2 separate regions of the Gossypium hirsutum genome follow, and region 1 is linked to region 2. Evidence: chromatin contacts called from public Hi-C data. All regions are on one chromosome and are shown on one strand. Each heading gives the region's core, a stretch centred on a gene start, on an enhancer-like site or on the middle of the called end of the contact. The rest is flanking DNA. Distances are from core to core; before and after follow the strand shown. Region 1 holds the start of LOC107938537 (protein NRT1/ PTR FAMILY 4.5). Region 2 holds the start of LOC107901713 (probable LRR receptor-like serine/threonine-protein kinase RFK1).

What was found. A called contact is a pair of places that touch in the nucleus more often than the background predicts.
Region 1: a contact with region 2 is called in a Hi-C map of leaf, with 1.8 times the contacts expected there. The contact joins the promoter of LOC107938537 here to the promoter of LOC107901713 in region 2. A contact is called at or near these places in 4 of 34 Hi-C or Micro-C datasets (anther and leaf).

Annotation. Positions count from the first base shown.
Region 1 is chrD06:50,987,710-50,990,427 of Gossypium_hirsutum_v2.1, forward strand. It overlaps LOC107938537 (protein NRT1/ PTR FAMILY 4.5), which reads left to right and starts at 1,302. Exons shown (of 5, transcript XM_041095851.1): 1 at 1,302-1,515; 2 at 1,599-1,695; 3 at 1,794-2,011; 4 at 2,175-2,618; 5 at 2,713-2,718. The coding sequence starts at 1,513.
Region 2 is chrD06:50,677,846-50,680,648 of Gossypium_hirsutum_v2.1, forward strand. It overlaps LOC107901713 (probable LRR receptor-like serine/threonine-protein kinase RFK1), which reads left to right and starts at 1,269. Exons shown (of 22, transcript XM_016827811.2): 1 at 1,269-1,596; 2 at 1,661-1,823; 3 at 1,903-1,974; 4 at 2,071-2,139; 5 at 2,214-2,285; 6 at 2,373-2,444; 7 at 2,556-2,627; 8 at 2,727-2,798. The coding sequence starts at 1,500.

The DNA.
Region 1 (2,718 bases), core at 52-2,551, 310 kb after region 2:
ATGAAAGATTTCAACATGAAAAGAAATGGAAAACTCACCCAACATGTTCGTTTTAGAAAAGTCTGAATGAGATCAGCGCACTTCAACAGTTATCTGCAAGAAGTTAATGCAAAAATATGGCGTTGGGTTCGTTTTAGAAGTTGTTTATTTCATGTCTGAGTGATTTGTAAAGGTTGTAATAATAAAAAATTAAATAATACAATTTATTGAGTTTTTTTTTTCTTTAATTTTGGCATATCTTCAATTTAGGTCCTTTAAGCTTAAATTTTGATTCAATTTGATCCTTTTGTTCACAATTTTTCATTGATTTAATTTAGCATTTATTTTACATGTAATTTATTAATGTTATTGAATTTAGTTAATATTTTTTATGTTTTATAATTATTAATGTGTTTGCATGTATAGGGTATTGTATAATTTAATTAACTTAGTTATCGTAAAGTGATTGTATATTTTAATAAACTTGGTTATTATGAATTTCTTGATGATGATATATTTGAATGATTATATTAATTTTTGCAAGTAAAAATTGATGAAACATTTCATAACGTGTTCCTCTACCCAAAACAATTGATATGTGGTTAAGTTATATTTAAGAAATTAAGAAATTCAATATTACATATCATATAATTTTAATCTGTATGTGAAATAAAAACATTTTATTGCTTTCCGAATAATTACACATAAAAAATAGAATAACCAATATAATTATACAATTAAAAGAAAATGCTTTGAAACAGTCAAAGCCGCCATAATTGTCCAGGACTCGAAAAATCTGAGTGATAAAGAGAAAAGGCAGACCCATTAGACAGTAATTGGCGAGCGTCAGGACAAAAAGAAGGGGTTTCTTGTAACACCATGTCAGCAACACTTTGATGTCACATCTTACCTATCAATCCAGATCGTAATATACAAAGTGAACCGATCCTTCCTGTGAGTTCTGTCAACTTTCAGTTTGGGTTTTCCTCCCCAACAAAAACAATGCTTTCTTTCATGAATCATCACCGGACCCACATCGTAGAACAATGTAATATTAAGTCATTAACTAATGCCCTCAAGTTTCACACAAAAGAGGCATCCGGTATTATAGATATATTTGTATTATTTTCATAGGGTGCTGACAGCTTTGTGGGCGACGTTCAAACAGATTCCGATATTTTGATTCATTTGAGTAACCTAAAATTCCTTCTGCTTATTTTTGTTCCATTACTTTGTTATATGTCCCGATTTCAAAATCACTTCCAACAGTACTTCTGACTATTAGAATTTCGTATGTCACTACGTCATTTCCATGCATGCTTAATTCCAAGTTGCTAGGGGAACTATCTCCTACTTAAGTCGGCAATATCCAGCTGCATTGTGTTGTGGTCTATGAACTGCCTTCGTCCACCATTAGTGTCACTCTCTTTGAACCAATTTATATAAACAACTTTCTCGTTGCTTGTCCTACCATTGGTGATTAATCTGTTGCACTAGGCAAACAGGACCAGCCTGCAAGTTAATTAAGTAGCAATGGTATATTTTCTGATATTCTTGGCATCATTTGCTCACTCATTTTCCGGTGAAGGGAATAAAATATTTTCATGCTTTTGTTGTAGGAGAAACTCGAGCTTGTTGATGGTAAGGTGAATTGGAAGGGGGAAACAGCTGTGAAGCACAAGCATGGAGGACTGAGAGCTGCTTTGTTCGTTCTATGTAAGTGAAGGCTTTACTATACATCCTTTGTATTGCAAAATGGAGAAGAACTTTTTGGTTATGAACTCACATGTATAGGACTTGTTGTTTTTCTGCAGTGGCGTTTGCATTTGAGAACTTGGCAAATCTTCATTTGGCCGTCAACCTGACGACTTACTTCAATGGGATTTTGCACTTCGAAGTATCTGATGCAGCTAATGCTCTAACCAACTTCATGGGGACTGGTTATATCCTTTCTATTATCTTTGCTGTCTTCGCAGACACTTATATTGGCAGATTTAAAAGTATTCTCATTTCTGGATCCGTTGAGTTCCTGGTAGGCTATTGCTAGAGCTAGATTTCATGGTTCTTAATTTCATGGCAGACTAGAAACTTCATAAAGCAACTGACAAACTTGTTGGTTTCATGGTGTGTGTGTGTGTGTGTGTGTGTGTGTGTGTTTTTTTTTTTTTTTTTTTGTGAATGATCGTTATATCTAGGGACTAGCATTGCTCACAGCGCAAGCTCACTATTCGAGCCTCAGGCCACCGCCTTGTAACGTCTTCGATCCGACTTCTCGTTGCGAGAAACTTGAAAGTAGTGATACTGTGTTCCTCTACGTTGCTCTATACTTGGTTGCTGCGGGAATGGCGGGGATTAAAGCCTCGATACCATCCCATGGAGCTGATCAATTCGATGAGAAAGACCCTCGAGAAGCTAAGACAATGTCCAGTTTCTTCAACGGTTTATTGTTCGCCTTGTGCATTGGTGGTGCAGTTAGTTTAACGCTCTATGTCTGGCTTGATGATCATAAAGGATGGGATGTTGGATTCGGAGTCTCTGCCATCGCCATGTTCTTGGCTCTCATCGTTGCTGTATTGGGATGGCCATTGTATAGGATACATGTGGTTCAAGGAAGTAGTGTCCTTCTGGAACTCATTCAGGTTTGCTTGCATGAAATTCCATCAATTAATTCTCATTCATATATAGTTCATCTCGCCATGGACAGAACTTTACTTGCTTTTGGTTTGCTTGAAGGTTTTT
Region 2 (2,803 bases), core at 19-2,518:
TTTAAAGTTTTCTAAAATTTTAAATATATTAAAAAATGTTAAGTATAATTAATTTTAAAATTTTAAATATACTTAATATATATTTTAATAGGTAAAGACAAAAAAGATTTTTTTAATATATTTAAAATTTTAAAAAATTTAAAAAATTTAAATATATTAAAAAAGGTTAAGTATAACCAATTTTAAAATTTTAAAATATTTAATATATTTTAAAAAATTAAATATATTAAAAAAATGTTAAGTATAATTAATTTTAAAATTTTAATATATTCAATATAGTTTTTTAAAATATATTTTAAAATTTTAATATATTTAATATATTTTTAATAGGTAAAGAGAAAAAATATTTTTTAATATATTTAAAATTTTAAAAAATTAAAAAAATTTTAAATTTTAAATATGTTAAAGAAAATGTTGAGTATAACCAATTTTAAAATTTTAATATACTTAATATATTTAGATATATTAAAATATATTAACATTTTGAACCTATTAAAAAAATTTTAAGTATTAACCAATTTTAAAATTTTAATATATTTTTTAATAGGTAAAGAAAAAAAAAAGGTTTTCTTAATATATTTAAAATTAAAAAAAAGGGAGTTGGGCAACTTTGGAAGTTGAGTCACGCAAATTTATATATATTTAAAATTTTAAAAGGAAAAAGGGATGGCAACTTTAGAAACTGGGAGCGTCAATTTATTTGTCTCCATAAAAAAAAGAAATTTTTTAAAGGCCCTCCATTTGTTTAGAAATCATAGTATTTATCTAATATTTATACAGGTGGCGTCATTCTACACGGTTCCACCAAAAAATTAATTTTTTATCTTGGTTGGTGACGCCAAACTCTTTGGTTCCACCAACTTTCACTGTAAATTTTAGGTCATTTACGTGTTTAATTAAAAAATGAGTCATTTATATAATTAATTAAAATTTTTGGGTTAGTTTTGTAAAAAATCCTGGACTTTTTGATGGGTCCGCTTCCAAGTTAAAAAGGTAGCAGTTAAACCATTCACATTTCTTGCTTTGTTTAAATTAGCCAATCAATGAGTTTTGAGTGTCAAAAACTGAAAATTGACTACAAATATAATATATTTATACAGGAAGGGAACAACGTACTGATCTTTGTCTTGCATGCGGTTTGAAAATATTAAGTAACCTACCGTGTCAAAACAGCACACGTCCATGAATTCCCATGAAAAATCACTAGAAAAATGCAAAGTTTAAGTTAGAATCAGACAAGGTATTTCAAGACCGTGGTTAATTAGGTCAGGCTACGCGATAAGTCTGTGATGAAAGGTCAATAATAATATTAATGGTGGCTACTTTCCTTGCAAGCAGTTTAACCGTTGACTAGTATAACCATCTGCAATTTAGTCGCAAGTTTACCCCGATCCATTACATAAAGTCAAACCAAAGGACTAGTTGTTTAAGAAAAAGGATCTGTACATAATCCCAGAAAAGTTTTCTGTTTGTTTTGCAGGAAAGTTTAACAGGAAGAGATGTTGATCAAGACCCTGATTCTGCTATCATATTTACTAGCCTTGAGTTGGATTGGAACACATAAAGTTGAGGCTGCCACGCTGCCCGAAGATGAGGGTATGTTCTTCTTGTTGTTATGCTTTTTGGGATTTCTTTTTGATGGAGTTGTGTTATTATACAGTGACAGTGCTGAATCAAATAGCCAGAACAATGGGAGCTATAAACTGGAATTTTGATGGAAATGTTTGCCAAGAGAATGACACAGCCACTGTAGATATAGGGTTTGTCCCTGAGAGAAATGTTACTTGCCACTGCGAGAATGATACCTGCCATGTCACACATTTGTAGGTTTTCCAAATTCTTTGGTTTTTAAAACGAGATCCGGACTCAAAGGTGAGTGTGTGTGTGTGTACATGATTTCAGGATATTTAAGCGTCAGAACCTTCCTGGTAAACTTCCATCAGAGCTAGTAAATCTTCCTAACCTCAAAGAGATGTAAGCAACACAAACTCTTTTTTAATCTCTGACATGGTGTCACCTGCATAGATATAAATTTAGGTTGTATTGCAACAATCTTAATATTGCCTGCAGTGATTTTGCTTATAACTACCTCAATGGTTCCATACCAACTGAATGGGGTTCAATGCAGTTGGAGAAAATGTGAGTTAAACTCAGTTGCCTTCTAATTCACCATAATTGGTTGTTATGGAGCTAACTATATAATCTTCATGCAGCTCTGTCTTCGGAAACCGATTATTCGGATCAATTCCAAGCTCTCTGGGGAACATTAGCACCCTTAAGTACTTGTAAGCTTTTAAGTCGTCTAATTTTGAAAATGGAATCCATTTAGAGCCAATTGAATGAAAATTAACCTTAGCTTATGAATCTTACAGGGACCTTGAAGTAAACAATTTTTCAGGACAAGTCCCACCGGAGCTCAGGCAGTTGGTGAACTTGGAAACTTTGTAAGACATTGAAGACTTTGTATTTGAACGATACAGCATTGCTTTTTTTTTCAGTCTTGAATATGTCTCTTAGTAGTCTTTGAACGATGTAATGCATTTGTGTTTTTTCAGAAGATTGTCATCTAACAGATTGAGTGGAAATTTGCCATCAGAACTTGCGGATCTGAGGAACTTGAGGGACTTGTAAGCTTTTTATTCTAAGTTGAATTGAAACACAACAAAACGAAATGGGAAGATGTTCTTTTAATCAACTTGTTAACATTAATTTTGTGAAATGCACAGTCGGATAAGTGACAACAACTTCAATGGCAGTATACCAGATTTCTTTCAGAACTGGAATAACCTTACAAGGCTGTAAG